Regions from separate parts of the Sus scrofa genome. Here region 1 is linked to region 2. A link is a contact called in public HiChIP or PLAC-seq data. All regions are on one chromosome and are shown on one strand. The core of a region is the stretch at or near the end of the contact, and the rest is flanking DNA. Distances in the headings are between cores, read along the strand shown.

The links. HiChIP or PLAC-seq counts read pairs in DNA pulled down with a chosen protein or histone mark.
Region 1: a contact with region 2 is called in an H3K27ac HiChIP or PLAC-seq map of alveolar macrophages. The contact joins two enhancer-like sites. A contact is called at or near these places in 2 of 5 promoter capture datasets (fetal liver and liver) and 2 of 2 datasets of contacts at active chromatin or transcription factors (alveolar macrophages and skeletal muscle).

What each region holds. Positions count from the first base shown.
Region 1 is chr11:19,372,237-19,377,639 of Sscrofa11.1, reverse strand. ITM2B (integral membrane protein 2B) reads left to right here. Exons shown (of 6, transcript NM_001042375.1): 1 at 1-57. Among named protein-coding and RNA genes, the nearest start is that of ITM2B, 2.8 kb to the left of the region's middle. Within about 2 kb of position 3,264, at least 28 of the 83 cell types and tissues checked have an H3K27ac peak or open chromatin away from gene starts, as enhancers often do. A contact at or near this core is called in alveolar macrophages, where this site is marked.
Region 2 is chr11:19,093,497-19,098,976 of Sscrofa11.1, reverse strand. All of the region lies in intron 1 of RCBTB2 (RCC1 and BTB domain-containing protein 2), which reads right to left. Among named protein-coding and RNA genes, the nearest start is that of RCBTB2, 14 kb to the right of the region's middle. Within about 2 kb of position 4,071, at least 1 of the 83 cell types and tissues checked has an H3K27ac peak or open chromatin away from gene starts, as enhancers often do. A contact at or near this core is called in alveolar macrophages, where this site is marked.

The DNA of each region.
Region 1 (5,403 bases), core at 2,015-4,514, 280 kb before region 2:
AAGAGCGGAGAGGAGGCGCTCATCATCCCCCCCGACACCGTCGCGGTGGACTGCAAGGTCCGAGGGCCAGGGCTCGGGGGAGAGGGCGCTGGGCCCGCGGGGAGAGCTGGTGGGGCCGGGGCGGCTCTGCGCCCGAGGAGGCGCGGGACAGGCTCCCCGAGAGGGCCGACCTCTCCTTTTTCGCAGGCTGCTCCCCTTTCTTGTCCGGCGCAGCTTCTTTGTGAGAAAGTGCGTGTGCAGAAAGCGGAGCCGGGAGCGGGGGCTTGGGGGAGGCCTGGAGCGAGGAGGCCCGTTGGAGAACTGTGCCGAGTGCACGGTCGTTGGTGCAGTCGGGGAATGTGCGTGGGGCCGGGACTGGGTTCGGTGGACCTGGAGCCCAGCGACGACATGCAAAACAACAAAAACAACAACAGAGTTTGGCACTTCCTCCCAGTATAAATAATGTGTCTAAAATGGCTGACATCATAACAAGCCTAAACCTCTCTTGCTTCTTACTTTCGTTTCCAGGCTAAACAGCCCTTGGACTAAGTCTGGCTCCTGTAAGCCTCTTAATTTTAAAAGCCTTTTCTTCTTCACCTTCTCATTTCCCACGGCCTTTCGGTACTGGCAGACGAAGTTCACGGTGGGGTCCGGAGACGGGGCAAGGGAGCGGGTGAGGGGAGAAAGCAAGGTGACGGTCTGCTCAGTTGGTTCTGGCTGTTAATTTATAATTAAAGCACATATGCCCGGTGAAGATCAGTAATTACCATGTGGATGTTAGTGCAAAACCGACAATTAATTTTAAATTATATCAGTATCTTTACGAGAACCCCTTACGCTAAGTGAAACTAAACGTTAAGAAACTTGTCCTATGTCCCTTTTTAAATGGTCCTTAATTTTAGAAAAATCTCTCTTTTAGCCCTAAGCAAAAATGACGAAAGGAACCGTAATTGTGCTAAGTTTTAGTGCTTACAATATCATTTGAGACATGATGGTAATTGTCGCAGAAGTTAAATAGGAAAGCCTCACAGCCTCTTTCTACCAGATCTTTTAGGCTGCTAAAATTTAATCCTAGAGAAATTAATTGTAGAAGTTATTTAGGTTGCATCGTTTATTTCTGAATTTTTCGTTAGCATTTTTCCAGACCTGTTATAAGTAGGGTGTTTTAACTAAGTTAAAACTGAGTTTTACCTTTAAAAAAATAGTTTGTGCAGGTATGAGTAATAAGCATTTTTTATATGGTCTGATGAAAATTACTGCTATTCAAAGGAAAACACACTGTAAGAAAGTGTGTGAAAAATAACATGTTGGTTTGGACGTGCCTGTACTCATTTTTTGGAAATATTCTAGTTAAAAACACAAACACGAGGAGTTGAGTTTTAAATGACTGCCTTGCCCTGAAATAGGAAGTGGACTGATTCCCTAAAAGGATTAAGAGTTTTGGTATTGGTATTGTTTTCCTGAATCCATTGCAAATAGTCCTGGTCTTAAGAGAAAATGTTTGGAATCCACAGAGGATAATTCCTGCAGCAAATTATTATCTTAGCTCTATGTTTATCTAACATTCATTGTACCTAAAATAGATAGGTGGTCAAGTGCCTGGTCATAACAGACTGAAATACTTATATATATAGAGATTAGGTAGATTTTAATCCTTTGTCCATCTTTTCAAAAATCCTATAAACATATATAACTCCTCCCATTTAAAAAATAGAGAAAGCATCGGATGGTGTTACTTCAGAAAGCTTTTCCCTGTCCTGTAGTGAAGGAGATTTGACACTCTGAACTGAAATCAGAGTTAATTTACTGGACAGCTTTAAATGTGACTTTTCACATTTTCTATCATTTCTGAAATGGGGACTGCACATTTTCAAAATTTCTCAAAGTTCCACCGTATCCAAATATTATGGTCAGAGCAGCAGTAAGAGTAACCATTCATAGCTCCGTGCTTTGTTTTCCCAGATCTCCATATCCAAATTAAAATATTGGAATTAAGCTGTGAGAGCCCGAGTCTTCCTTCCTTTATAACCACATAGCAGTCGTGGATGGATTTGGCAGATAATGCAATGACGAAATCTTTTTCTAGCTATACGCTCAAAGATTTCTTCAGTGAGTGACAAAATAGTGCTCTGCATTAAAAGTGGAATCCTTATAATCAGTATCTTAACAGTAAATGAAGACCTTAATAACAGACGGTCATGAAAGAATTTGCCATCTCTTCATCTGAGATCCTGGGCCGTGATTACATAATGTTCTCTGGTTCTTTGGGGTGACGATATGGTAACCGCTGAGTTAGTCTCTGAGTTCTGCACAGAATCAGCCTTCCTGTGTTTGCCTAGGGCATTTCCTTGCCTGGTTGGTCGAGAGGATCCAGTTAAGCTAGTTAGGAGCCAGAACTCCAGAACAAGAACTTAGAATACCTTTAACTCTCCTTGACCACAGTATTCCGAAGGCCATGGTATCGCAAAACGCACTCTAAGGATCGCCTGCTCTGGGGTCATCTGGAATTCTGGTTTTAAAATGCAGATTTTTCAAGCCTTATGCCATAAAAATTCTCATCACTCCAGTCAGCTGGCTTATGTAACACCCATTCCAATACTTTTACACTGCTGCTGTCTTTTGCTATTTCTTTAGCTCTTTCTCACTGCAGGGTGAGAAACCTCTGGAAACAGGTCCGTCTCCCCATTTTTCAAAGCTATCTTTTCAGTAGCTATTAACCCCAACAGCCATATCTTGATTGTATTATTTCAACTACCTCGGTTGTAACCTTTCCCCACATGTTTCTCTTTAACTGTTTTCCCCTTCCTGCACCTGTCCTAATTGGCACAGAGCTATCAGAGGTGTAGAGCACGACCTCTGTTTCGTATAACAGAGGTGAATTTGAAATTATATGCATGGTTTATGTTCTAGGCGGCCGTTCATTCATGAGTGTTTGTGTCTTTAACTTTGGAAAATGGTTTGTCACATAGGTGCACGTATCAAAGAAAATATTCAGTGTCCTGAGTCTGATGTCCCAATTTTGTCATTCTCCAACTGCTTGATCTTGGGCTTAAGTTTTCAGATTTCTTTATCTCTAAGATGACGGGCTAGGACCAGATGGTCTATAAAGGACTCTTCCCATTTTAAAATTCTATGAAAATGCTAGAATTACATAATTATATTTGGCAGGAATCGAATTGTTTTCACTGTGAAAAATAACAACTACCTCCTCACCCTATCCAGACTGTTGCCCTTCTTCCTCCCCCTGATCGGCTTGTTACATTCCTTCCTCATATTAGTAGCCGTGGGTCACAGAGAAAGGAGATAGATAGAGGTATTATGTAATCAGCTAAATTTTCCTTTTGGGTTAACCTCCCTGTAGAACAGTAGTTGTCAATAATTCTTTGTTGTCATGCCTCGTTAGGAAATGCCTTTCCCAAGGTCAGGCCTCGAAGAAGGTCAAGTTTGCTTCGTAGTTACCCCTGCAAGCTGTTTTGCTGAGAGTGTTGCTTCTCCTCAGCCCTGCATTGGGGGTGTAGTTGTAGACATCCTTAAAAGGAAGAGGAAAGTAAAGTGCTCTTGGAGGGGAGACGGTGGGGCAGGAGGGACGCCTAAGAAGTGAAGGGCTGCTAACTCGGCAAGTTCTAAGTTATGCATCACAAAATGGCTATTTGGATCCCAGTCCTTTCCGCTTTCTGGCATTTCCGTTTGCATAAGCAGGGCTGATGGGTTTGGTAATTTAGCTTTTCGCTGGTGCTGGTGTTCTTCCTATTTTTCGGCTTGGGGTTCAGGGGAGGAGGAGGAGGAACATCAAATATGATGACATTTACTGAAATGTTTCCGTCTTTAGAGCAGGGATTGGGAGCTTTGTTCCTTTTAACAAAAGTGCGTATCATTACCCAGTTGTGTAATTTCGTGCTTGTAAACATTGGCCAGTGGAAAAACCGCAGTTCAGTTCTGCATGAGGGTATTGAGGTCTGCGATGGGGGGTTCGTGCTGGGAGATGAATTAATCGGCCCTGTGCATACCGAGTGACTTGGCAGGACCTCCTGTGTGCACGTGCCTCATGGGCTCCTGCTGCTGCTGCAGAAATTGGACAAGGTTGCAGGTGGAGACATGTCACCTGCTTGGGGTCTTCCCAGTGTCATCTTAAGTATATTTTCTTCGGATGAGACAGAAGAAGTATATTATTCTTGGCAAAGTCATAAATCTGTAAGACATGATGGAATTCAGCTCTGCCATGTAAGAAGTTTGAGTGAATAGAAGTATTGTTTTAATACTTTTGGAACACATGGGACAGGCCTTTTAAAATTGATTTAGAATTAGAAAGTTTTCACTGGGAGTTCCCCTTGTGGCGCAGCAGAAATGAATCTGATTAACAACCATGAGGTTGTGGGTTCAATCCCTGGCCTCGCTCAGTGGGTGAAGGCTCTGGCGTTGCTGTGAGCTGTGGTGTAGGTCACTAGTAGCTGTAACTCCAATTCCACCCCTAGCCTGGGAACTTCCATATGCCATGGGTGCGGCCCTAAAAAGCAAAAAAAAAAAAAAGTTTTCATTGGATATTGCCAAAGCTTGATGTAAGGTGGGACATTTTATTTCTCTTATTTGTTCTTTCATACCATACCTTAAATATCCAGAGTGTCTGTTTAAAAGGCATTTTCTTTTTCCAAAAGGAAAATGCTTTCTGAATTCATACTGTAACTAAAACTTCTTAGATTCCTTTGTATATCATGATGTCAGTAGACGAAAAGCCAGAAAATTTGTCTTCAAAATGACATCAGTGAATCCATCCTCTTAAACTTTGGCACTTTTTATTACTTCTTAGACTAAAGGAGTTAAGGACTTTGCCGTCAAAGGACTTTTTCAGGCCGTAACTGCTTCCCCTTAAAATAAAGGATTTGAATTTGATGGTGCTGAATTTATGAATGTGATGGTTTTTGTCTATAGAAAGTTGTAACACTGGAGCTATGTTTTCAAGAAGCTTATGTGTAAAGAGTTATTTCCTGGCTCTCTTATTTTCTTTGCAAAGAGCTTAACAGTGAAAGTTTTATAGGGTAGATGACTGAAAGTTGAAAGTTAGAAATATTGTTTATAGCTATGACCCTAAGAACATCATTAAAAAATCATTTAATTGTGATTATCCCCTTTAATCAGTATTTATGATACATATACTTAATAGCTTTAAAGAAATCTGCAGTATAATCCTATTTATGTGTTACCAACAGTTTTAAATGATTGAAGATTTTTTGAGCTTCTTAATTTATCAGAGGAGAAAAAGAACTTTATGAAATATTTCTATAATTCTGCCATTCGGGAAAATCAAGTAAGAATTAGCATAGGCTTTTTATTTTTAAACAGGAATTTCAGTCTTGAGTTTCAGAAATGAAAACATTATTCTTGTTTTTATGATAGAGGGATGTTTTAATTTGTCATTTAGTACTTATC
Region 2 (5,480 bases), core at 2,822-5,321:
AGGGGTCCAAGAGGAGCTGTAGCTGCCAGCCTACGCCAGAGCCATAGCAACGTTGGATCCTAGCTGCATCTGCAACCCACACCACAGCTCACAGCAATGCCGGATCCTTAACGCACTGAGCAAGGCCAGGGATCGAACCCGCAACCTCATGGTTCCTAGTTGGATTCGTTAACCACTGAGCCACAACGGGAACTCCCCTAATGCTTTTTGTACACTGAAATAAAATTGCTCATGTACTGTGTGGGGTAGGTCTACCTTTAGGGTTCCTAACGATAAAATGAGGAGAGAGGTCTGTAGAAAAGTTCTGGCTCTGTTCCCTAAACGTACCCAGACCATGTCCTGAATACTGATCCAATTCTCATCACCCAAATAGCTACCCATCCTATTCCTAGAGGATTTCCAAGCACCACACAGAAGGAGGAAATGAAGAGTAAAGCTTTAGGCAAATGCGGAATCAGTTATTAGTCAGTGGTTTACAGCAAGGCTGCAAAACAAGCAGGAAATACATCATCAAGAAATGAGGAGTCTGTGCTGGGATGCTGGGGCTGGGCTCCATAACCTTTGAAACTTTTTTCTCACCTCAACCCTCTTCTAACTCCAATCTCTCTCCACAGGATTTGACAGAGCTTTTTCCTGCTCGTCTCTCTCAGAAGGAGCTCTTCCCTGGCTCCGCTCTGGACTTCAGTGTCCTTTTTGTCTTTTACCAACCCTTGCTTTTGACGGCAGGGCAGTGCTGCCTCTTATCTCTTATGAATGAGCACTTCCGCCTACTACTGTCATCAGAATGACAGGCCCTAGTTTAACCAGTCTTCCCGGTTCCTGGGACTTCAAATCCTCTTTCTCTTTCTTTTCCCGAGTGGGGCCACTCACAGTAGCTCATGGCTCAGATATGTCTCCCATGCCTCCCTAAAACTCAGAGAAATCCCTGCCCCAGACAGACAATCCTGGGAAGCCTACTGGATTCTCTATTTTGTATTCAGGGCTTGGGACTTGAGGATAATTATTCTGAGGCCTGGGCTACTCTTTGCAGCCCTCATCAGAGGATACGGGTCGATGTTTGCCTGACCCCACACTTCCCAGCTGGAGGTTTGTTTCTTGGCGATCATGTCAGGAAGCCCATACCGCTGAGCTGTGGGGCTCACTTCTGTTCACACACAGAGCATGCAAGCTCTTGCCAAAACTGTTTTAAACACCACATTGATGTCTAACTATTGTCTCAGCACATCTCCTTTGCTCTGAGCTGATTTGACTTTAAATGTAAATTAGTGATAAGACATGAACATGGAAAATGATCCGACATGTGGAGCCGTGGCAACAAGGAGAACAGGCACTAACCTTTATGGAGTCCCTACAAGTGTAGCACAATTAATCACAACACAATGATGATATTTACTGTATGCATACTATGTGTAAGGACTGTGCTAAGCCCTCACATGTGACCTAATTTAATCCTCACTACAACCCTATGAAATAAGTACTGTACTGTTGTCCTCATTTTATGAAAGAGAAACAAAAGCTTAAAGAGGTTAAGTAGCTTGTTCAAGATGAACTGGGCTTCAAGTCAAGTTCTGTTTAAAATCTAACATCTGACTCATTCTCTCACTCAACTTTTTTTTTTAATTAGAATTCTCATACGTTTGTCTGTTTTATTGCTCTTTTCAAAGAATTAGTTTTGGTGGTCTATTTTTCCTCCCTATTTATTTTTATTATTATTTTCTGCTTTTATCTTTTTTTTTTGTCCTTTTGCCTTTTCTAGGGCTGCTCCCACGGCATATGGAGGTTCCCAGGCTAGGGGTCTAATTGGAGCTGTAGCCGCTGGCCTATGCCAGAGCCACAGCAATGCCAGATCCGAGCTGCATCTGCACAGCTCACGGCAACGCCAGATCCTTAACCCCCTGAGCAAGGCCAGGGACTGAACCCGCAACTTCATGGTTCTTCGTCGGATTCATTAACCACTGAGCCACGATGGGAACTCCTGCACATATATTTAAAGCACACAATTTGAATCTGGTGCTGCCAGCGAGTGCCTTCCCAGCTGCACAGAGGAAGCCTGTTTTTAGTGGAAAGCAAAAGAGAGAGACCAACAGACAGAGGGAAGCAGAGGCAGACAGAGAATGAAAGAGAGGGAGGTAAGGTTGGGGTTGGAGAAACAAGAGAGATGAAAGTGAGAGAGAAAATAATATTAGTGATTATACCTAAATCCAAATCCATCCCTGACTTCCCAGTTTTATAGGCCCACATGCTTTCTCTTCCATATTCCTGTCTCTCTCTTCCTGAAGTTAGTCTTGGGTTTCTGAACTTGCAAGAGACAGAATACAAACTGTCACCTCTCATTGCTTCTCTTTCAGAATCTACTCATACAAACCCTTAGTGAACAATGTAGAGTTTTCTGAATGTTTCAAAGAAAAAAAAGAGGAGGTTGATGAGGTATATCCACTGCACGCAGCCAGCAAACCCCAGTGGGGGCTTCTCGTCTCTGTTCCCATCCTGATGGAGGTGGTTCCTTCTGATTCTTTTACCTCGCAGCCTTCAGCCCCTTTGGTTGCTTCTGTTACGCAGAGCAATCTCGCTACCATCTTTAATCCAAGCATCTCTTTGAAGCTCTGATGTCTATTCTAGGTAGTTTTTCTTTAAAACTAATACCAAAGTATCCATTTTATTTTACATATTACCAGATCTCAAGCCTCTAATCCTTAAGGCTTAACTTTCTAGTCAAGTGAAATGAAGTCTGCAATTCACACCTCCTATGCCCAAGGCGAGCCACCAGCCACCAGCTGCCATAGGAGCAATGAAAGTGTTCACACACTTGTAAGTGAAGAGAGAGGGGTCAGAGACAAAGACACTTGGCCATTCCTTAGACCGAGCCTTTATCAGTTTACCGATTCAGCTGCATGGAAGGGTGAAATGGAGCACAACAGCCAAGAAAGGGCTACATCCATGCATTCACACCTTTTACTCTGCAGGGGTTCTGCCCAAGATTAAACACAACCCAGTCAATGTTTGGGAGTCAAGTTAGTATTCCCCCATTTGGAGGAGAAGAGGGGGAGGAAGGCAGTGTGGCAGAAGCTACTGGTTGTTGCCACAACATCAGTTCTTTTCTTCTCAGTAATAGACACCCCCACATTTAGATGGGTGTGAAGCACCTAGAATAGAAGCTACATTTACCAGCTGGCGTTGAAGCTAGATGCAGCATATGGCTAAGCTCTGGACAATGAGATGTAAGCATAAGATGGTGTGTGCAACTTCGGGAACGTGTCCTTAGAGGTGGAGGATATATCTTCTCTTCCACTTTTCCTCCTTCTCATTGGCCGGCATGTGGATGTGATGGCAGGATCTAGGGCAGCCTCTTGGACCACAAGATGGACGTCCCATTTGGAGGACGGCAGAGCAACAGATTAGAAGGAGACTGGGTGTCTGACAACTGGAGAGTTGCCAGCTTCTGTCTTCTTACAAACCATCTGCACATTGTAGCTGAACCTATTTTAACTGATGCCAGAGGAGATATCACCCCCTCTATTGAAATCATAGCAAGAAGGCCTTGAACTCTATGCTGAGCAGTTTAGATTTGGGGGTTATATATAATGGGGAACAAGTAATGGATTTTAGATTTGCAAACAAATAAAATTCGTTCACATTGGTGGCACTATTGTATTTTCCCTTAACGTCACTAAGGACTAGAGCACAACTTTTTAAAATTTCATGCATGGGTCACTAACCACATGAACAAAGAAAAGAAGAGGAACAACAGAGTAAGTTTGTCAATCTTAATTTTCACTTAAAACAATTTAGTATTCTAGGAAGTACATAGGACTTCCGAGAAAGGAGTGGAGAATGTTGAAATAAAATTTTTCAGTTGATACCATCTCTCTTTTTCTAGCTCTGGAGATTTTTTTTTCTTTTGCCTTCTGCATAAAATTATTTACTGTCTTCTCTTTGGATTAACAGCCAGTAATGGATCACCAAGAAAATCAGAAATAAACTGAAATCAAAGGAACTATAATGGTACAGTGGATATTTTAAATTTTGGGCTGCCCGGGGTCTATTTTCTTATGTAAAGCACTGTGGTTTCCCTTTTGGGGAACTGCTACTTTCAGTATGAGCAGAAAATCATATGATTGTCAACAAATTCTTTTGTTATCTTCAGAAAGACCTCAATTTTTTAGAAAACTTTCTAGTTATTGTTGCGAATAGATATTCTATCTTAAGGAAGTTGATGTTTACTTGAATGTGCTTGCAGTTATATCATACATCCTATAGCATGGCCTTTTCACTTAATATTTTGTTTTTGAGATTTACCCATGGCGAATCATCTCGATCTAGCTCACCTGGCTCCTATATAATACGGAGTTTTATAAATTTATTAAGTTGAACCATATCGAAATGGTTGAATCGCAGCAATTTCATATGGTTCCTATGGATCATATCACAATGATCTATTTTCCAATTGATGAACATTTAAGTTATTTTCAATATTTCATTATTGCAAGCACTGATGTGATGAAAACCCATTTACACATCTCCTAAGTACTGTGCAAAATTTTCTCTAGGTTATACACTGAAAATTAGAATTGCTGGATTTTAGGGCATGTGTAACTTCCGTTTTATCAGACAGTGCCCAGTTATTTCTCAAATCATTTGTTTGTATCAGTTTCCACTTGCCAACGCTGTACAAGAATTTCCTCATCCAGACCAACACGTGGTATCAGAAATCTTGCCAATCTGATGGGTCTGAAAAGATATACCCTTGTTTTAATTTGCATTGCCTTGATTACTGATCAGTTTGAACATCTTTTTGTACTCATATTCATGCATTTTTTGAACATACTCTTTATATCATTCCCAGTTAGCTAATGGTTATTTGACTTTTCCTCCCATTTTGTAGAAGTTTTTCATATAGTTTGACTATTGCATTATGGTTAGACGTGTTGTATCTTCTCTGAAGCACTGGCTTGTCTTTCAGAATCTTTTGTTTCGAAGAGGTTTTAAATTAGAAAATATTCAAATTTGACTGTATTTCCTTTATGACCTGTGATTTTCGAGTCTTGTATGGGAATTCATTCTACCCTGTGGTCACAAAGACATTATTCCACATTATCTCCTATAAATTTTCAAGGGTTAGTTTTCACATTTGAGTCTTTAATTCATCTGGAATTGAGCATGCATATGGTACAAGATGAAGGTCTAACCTTTTCCCTATGATAACATTCTGTTTCTGCATCATTTATTGAATAGCAATCTTGTCTACACAGAGTTGCGATGACATTTCCGTTATCTTCTAAATGTCCACACTTGCCAAGCTTCTTTTCTGTACTTCTTTTCCTGGTTAATTGGTCTCTTTTTTTTTTTTTTTTTTTTTTTTTTTTTGCCTTTGTCAATGCCACATTGTTTTACTTTCTATAGCTTTATAGTAAGTATTGATATCTGAAAAGGTAATCTTTCTATACTCTTTTTCTTCTTATGGTTTTCCATCAAAAAAATTG